Linked DNA regions of Danio rerio: region 1 is linked to region 2. The links are chromatin contacts, called in public HiChIP or PLAC-seq maps. All regions are on one chromosome and are shown on one strand. The core of a region is the stretch at or near the end of the contact, and the rest is flanking DNA. Distances in the headings are between cores, read along the strand shown.

What was found. HiChIP or PLAC-seq counts read pairs in DNA pulled down with a chosen protein or histone mark.
Region 1: a contact with region 2 is called in an H3K4me3 HiChIP or PLAC-seq map of gastrula embryo, with 16 times the contacts expected there. The contact joins the promoter of kif2a here to the promoter of slc2a6 in region 2. A contact is called at or near these places in 3 of 18 Hi-C or Micro-C datasets (embryo and sperm) and 2 of 4 datasets of contacts at active chromatin or transcription factors (embryo and gastrula embryo).

Annotation. Positions count from the first base shown.
Region 1 is chr8:14,679,529-14,682,453 of GRCz12tu, reverse strand. kif2a (kinesin family member 2a) reads right to left here and starts at 1,576. Exons shown (of 20, transcript NM_001004664.3): 1 at 1,375-1,576. The coding sequence starts at 1,435.
Region 2 is chr8:14,445,972-14,449,208 of GRCz12tu, reverse strand. slc2a6 (solute carrier family 2 member 6) reads left to right here and starts at 1,386. Exons shown (of 10, transcript XM_684000.11): 1 at 1,386-1,470; 2 at 1,577-1,730. The coding sequence starts at 1,412.

The DNA.
Region 1 (2,925 bases), core at 327-2,826, 230 kb before region 2:
GTGATCTAAAAGTTAAATGCCAGATGTTAACAAAATGACAAAAACTGTCAACTGCGAGAAATAAGTCAGAACTGCAAATGTTAACACAAAATTCCAAGACATTAGTTCAGAATTGTGATACTATTTAGCAATAAGCTGCACCTACATTATTTTAATTTTACAAGGTGAAGTAGAAACATGCGGCCATAAAGGATACCTAGACAATTCTAATCTAATAAATGGCCATCTTTTAAACAGTTATTCTTCAAACAGTGCAATAACTTGAAAGAGACGTGAAACGCACTGGTTCTGTTTTAGAATGACTAAAATAAAATCAGAAATAAATTAAATTCGACAATACAATATTGAAGTTTTGTACAGAAAAGTATTATTTGCACAAATCTAAGTAGTAAAACTTTATTAGCAGCCAATGACTATCAAAGTACACAGTTTGTTTTAAGTCAATTAAATAGTGCTAATGTTGTTTTGAAGTCATTAAAATGCAATTTCAGACCTAATATTCACATAAAGCAGTATAAGGACTATTAAATGAACTAATGTGCAAATATAAAACCAACTTTATTTCAATCAATAGAAGTATGATTATCTGATTCTGTTTATAATATTACAACAAATCCCAAACTCCTGTTATCAGCATTTCCTTTGGCCACTAGGATGTTCAACCCTTGAGTCCAAAGAATGACATCATACAAGTTGAAGGGAACTTGCTGGTCATCTTCAAGTCTTAACACTTTTAGCAAGGGACTACCTGTTATCTACAATAATAGCCAACATATGTTACTGTAAATAAAATAGACACTCAGATGTCATGATAAACTCAAATGAGTGATTGATAAGATGTAACTGATACCAAAACTTGGGTGAATTTACGACAAAATACAAAACTTAACAAGGTTTCAGTAAACCCAGCGACCCCCCACACTCCACTTACACCTAATCTGTCAAACAAAACACTCATTTGCAGATGATTTAAGATGGCTAACCACATAAATCCAGAAACTACAGGATTTACGTGCTTGCGCTCCCTGCCAATATTACACAAATAATTGCCTAATAATTCGCAATCCGTAAACCGGAACTGGGCTCAAACAAGATCGCTGATATTATGAATAGTAACTAAACAAACTCCACCCGGGTTAGCAGGTGGCTAACGTAAACCGACAGTTGCACTGTTGATTGACATAAGCTCGTTAACTACCCCGGCAACCAGCAGCAACAGAACAAACTTAACGCCATATATTGATTTGTACCAGGCCCGACATCTAAACGAGTGGCTTCACTCTGGTTTATTTGAGGGGTAACGTTAGCATCTGTTAGCCGAACCGGGGCAACGACTTTAACGGACGGTTACAGGCGACCCAAATATGAACTCACCATCGCTGCGCTTTATCTCCACATAAATCCCCACGACGATCCTGCCGAAGTTCACAGCCATAGCTCATTTATGAGACGAAGAGAATACTCAATTAGACGGGCGTGTGGGAACTAAAGACAGTGTTTGTGTTTGAATTTTTCACATTTGTTGTTCCGTGTTGCTCAAAAAACCGGGAGGCGGCCACAGCGCAAGACATAAAAGAGGGAGCGAGTTCAGAGCGCGTGCGCGGAGGACGTACGACGTGCGTGTATTTTTTTTTACTCCACAAGTCCCGCCTTCTGCGCTATGATTGGCTACAAGGTAGCTGGAGGACTGTTTTAAAGTAACCACCGAAGCAACTACGGCAGGATCGAGCTCTTTGGGAAAACTCAAATGTGTTTGAAGTCTTTTCACTGACAGAAGTCAGTCACAAAATGAGTGTGTGTGGATGTTTCCCAGAGATAAACTGCAGCTGAAAAAGCATCCGCTGCGTAAAACATGTGCTGGATAAGTTGGTGGTTCATTCCGCTGTGGCCCCCCATTGAGTTTTTTTTTTTTTTTAATATTTCCCAAATTATGTGTAACATTAAGTTATTAAAACTATTATGTTTAGAAATGTGCTGAAAATCTTCTCTTCGTTAAACAGAAATTGAGGAAAAAAATAAACAGGGGGGCTAATAAGTCAGGGGGCTAATAATTATGACTTCAACTGTATATATTTATATTTTTATTGAGCAATGTCGATCAAACAGAACACCACATCAGTCATATTTCAGAAAGTCTGTTAAAAAGTGAATTTTATTGATATACATTTTAAACATTAAAAAGTCATTGTGAAAATTTGATTGGTTTTTAACTGAATGACTGAAAAAATATTATTCCTTTATATATTCCTTTAGATTTTCTGATGTAGTTATAATTTACATTTAGAAAAAACAACAACAACAAGACTGAAAATCTGAAATGAAGGATTAGAATTATGTGTTCTTAGAGAATGTTTAGTTTGGGCATAACTTATTTGGTTAATTTTGCCTTCATTAGTTTATGTAAAGAATTATAATGTTGTATATGTATTTATTTTATTTCTGTTTTGTCAATTTTGTCAAGCTTCCTGTAGACAGGTGTTGAAAATTAGCAAGTTTGCTAAAACACTTAAACAAATGCATTTCGATGTCCAGTGTAATTGTGATGTCCATGTCAAATAAATAAATAAATTAATGATTTTTACAAATAAATATTCAGGACACTTGGTTGGGTATCTTACTCTTTTTGTAGCTTTATTATTGGGACAACAACTGTCATACCAGAGCTTTTCTTTTTCAACGTCAAGGAATATTCGTCGGAACACAAATGTACAAAATATATCTTTAAAAAAAAGGTCACAATCTATTTTGCTTGGAGAAGTATCTGACTGAAGCAGTAGCAATGCAATCTTTACAATGACTAGCAATGGGTATGAGAGCAGACATGTTACTAGAACCATTGAGGAATTTTCCTCCAACACCCTTGGAAGGGCATCCGCTGCATAAAACATATGCTGGAATAGTTGGCAGTTCATTCTGCTTTGGAGA
Region 2 (3,237 bases), core at 137-2,636:
ACAACCCGGAAACATTATAACGCGCGCACTCGTGAATATAACCCGCGGTTGTCTTCAACTGTTGTCTTCAATAGTCCTTATTTGCTCAACAGCTTAGCTGAAAAACAAAGCAAAACATTACAACAGTCAGACAAAGAGCAAAGAGCATAGAATCACCAAGAGGCGACACTCTACAATTTGGGAAACAATAACGCGCTTTTTGAATAAATTAAATAAAAACAAAGCAGCTGCTTTCCATAGCGACAGCAATGAGATCCAATGGACGGGCCGATCGCTTTCACTTCAAAATGGCGGAATCCGAGGCTGTTGCTCTTGGTCATTCTAAACTCTTTGTATAAAGTTAAATCATAACAGTTACCATGGTGTCTATTTCAAACTATAGTAAACTAAAGTTTGAAACTATTGTTTAAAATAGACGATGAGTGGGCCTCGCTACTCCCACCCACCATAACCCTCGCAGCGACGTCCCACTACCGGCCCCCCGTGTTTCCCTGAGGGTCCTCTTGGGTTGTTTGTTCCCTGCCTAGGGCTCAAAGGCCGCCTCGCCCCAGGGAGTGCACGAGAAGACCGGGCGCCAGGCCGTGCCAGTATTCACTGGATGTTGCTCGGCGGCACATTTCGAGCAACAAACAGTAATATTCCTTGCGATGTTACGTTTATGTACGTAAACCACAAGGAACTACAGCACAGACGGCCCGAGTGAAGCTTCACGAAGCGGACTTCGTGAGATTGGCGTGGCTCCACTCGTACCGTCGGTAATGAACTCACCTTGGTCAAGTACAAACAGCAACACCGAGCGAACTGACAACGATGACAGAGAGCACACGAGCTTTATAGGAATGCAGATGCAAATTTTTACAAGGCACGTCACTGCTATCTCGTTGTCATGGCGGAGCGCTGAAGAGGGCTCACCTGATAGGAGCACACAGACTTGGGAATCTGCGTCACGGCGAGTTGCCGTCTGCCGTACACAAAAATATATTAAATATATTCAATATATATATATATATATATATATATATATATATATATATATATATATATATATATATATATATTTTACATTTTTGGTGCTGCGTAATATTATGGGATGCAGTAGAATATGGATACAGATGAATATAATTGGGTATATGCCGAGCTGTTGTTCCCATATACTTGTAAACTTCCTTCAGCTTTGGCACTGGATCTTTTCTTTCTGAATGGCGTTGCGGCTGCTGACGGTATAAGTTGTGGTTGCTGAGCACACAATGAGGAAGCTCTTATTTTGCTTCCTTAATTCTTTTGAACCATGTCTACCCTAAGAACTAAGAAATCCCAGTATTGCAAAAATGGAGTTTTACTTTCACTTGCTCTCATTTATACTCGTTCGTGCTTCCAAGTCATTCAGTCTGCAGGGTAAGACGGAGGAGAGATGGCAGACCGTTCGGATGAAGCGACCCCGTTAATTAACAACTCACCACCCCGGATAAGGTTACTTTATCTGTTCTTATACTTTATTTGAATTATATTATCTCAATAACATTTTTCTGACACAGTTTTTATTTCATCCCTGCTTTGTGCTCCTGTACTTTTCCAGTCATGGAAAGCTCTACCTTGCGGTGTTTTCAGCGGTCCTGGGCAATTTCAATTTCGGATTTGCTTTAGTGTTCCCTTCCCCTGTCATCCCTCAGCTTAAACAAGGAGATGACACTCGGCTGCAAATGAACGTCCATCAGATATCATGGTTTGGTGTAAGATTATTATTATTATTTATCTTTTTTACCTTTACCGTTGAGTCTGCTTTGTTATAAATAGTGTTTGGCACTTCCCCTTTAGGTAATTTCCCATCAAAACTACCCGAAATCATTCCATAGAGTCGGGTTGCAAATCAAGGTGTTTTTTGTGTGTGTGTGTGTGTATGTGTATGGAAAATCTTGATATTTAACTGATATTTAAGCCATCTAAAATAGTCAGATTTTCAGATCCTTGTTTCTTTGTGTTTTTCAGTGTTATACAGCAGTTTAAGTCTCCTGTACTTTTTTTTTTTTAAGTAAACTTTATCATTATGCTAATTTATAAATATACTATAGATGTCATGTTTAAATACTATTTGGGACTAAATGGCTCGCTTTTTAGTTAAAGCATACTTTTAAGTGGAACCATATTGGCTACATATGCTTATATGTGCATTTACATACACTTTACAATAACAATATAAATAATGATGTGTTAAAATTTAATTTAACTAAAATGAACTAACTTAAACTATCATGAGTCACATGAGTTCATTTGTGAATAAAGCCCTTGTTAGTACATGCTTGTTTGTTAAGTAATGTATTAATTAGCACATTAATTTATGATTATTTTAACATCATGATATGTTAGTGTTTAAGTATCATGACTTTACTTGGAGGGGCACATCATCATTAACCCATTCTTAACTCATAATAACACGACCGTCTAGTGCGTTTACTCTGAATAACAATGAAAAAGTGTTCATTTAACATCTACATGAACAGTTTACATGAACACAGGAGTTGATGAGTAAAGGATGAGTTAATGTTATGTGCCCCTCCAAGTTAAGTCGCACCATAATTATACATTAACAGCTCGTGAGTTAATTTTACTTAAAGTTAAATGTTAATTAATACATTAATTATCAACATGTACAAGCACATACATATGTAATTAAGGTAGCTGTTATTCACACATGAACTCTTGTGACTCATGCTTTAGTTAAAGTTAGTGCATGATTAGTGTGTGCCTTAACTCTTCACAAACTCATAATAAAGTAATGTTTAGTTTACATATTAATCATTACTCATGTACTGTTATTGTAAAATATTACAGATTAGTATCGCAGTATAATACAACTTTTTCTTGTTTTAAGTACACTTTGAAGTATACTCAATAAGCCACTTCTTTTGTAGCTTTTATACTGCATACTATTGAGCTTTCTTTAATACCGTCATACTTATAATAATAGTATAATTATACTTTTCATACATTCTTCAGTTTATGTAAATGTTTTTAAGTACTCTCAATGAACTAGTTTTGTACTTAACAGTTTATACTGTATAAGTGCAATTAATAGACTTATATAAATGCGCTTAAAACATTTATATTTAGTATTTTTTTTATTCTTGGATTTAGTTAGCTGTAAAACCAAAGGAATAATCATGAATATTAAGTATATCTTGATCAAAAACATTTTAAACTCAGAATTTTATGTCACAAAAGTAGCTTTAATATTTAGAA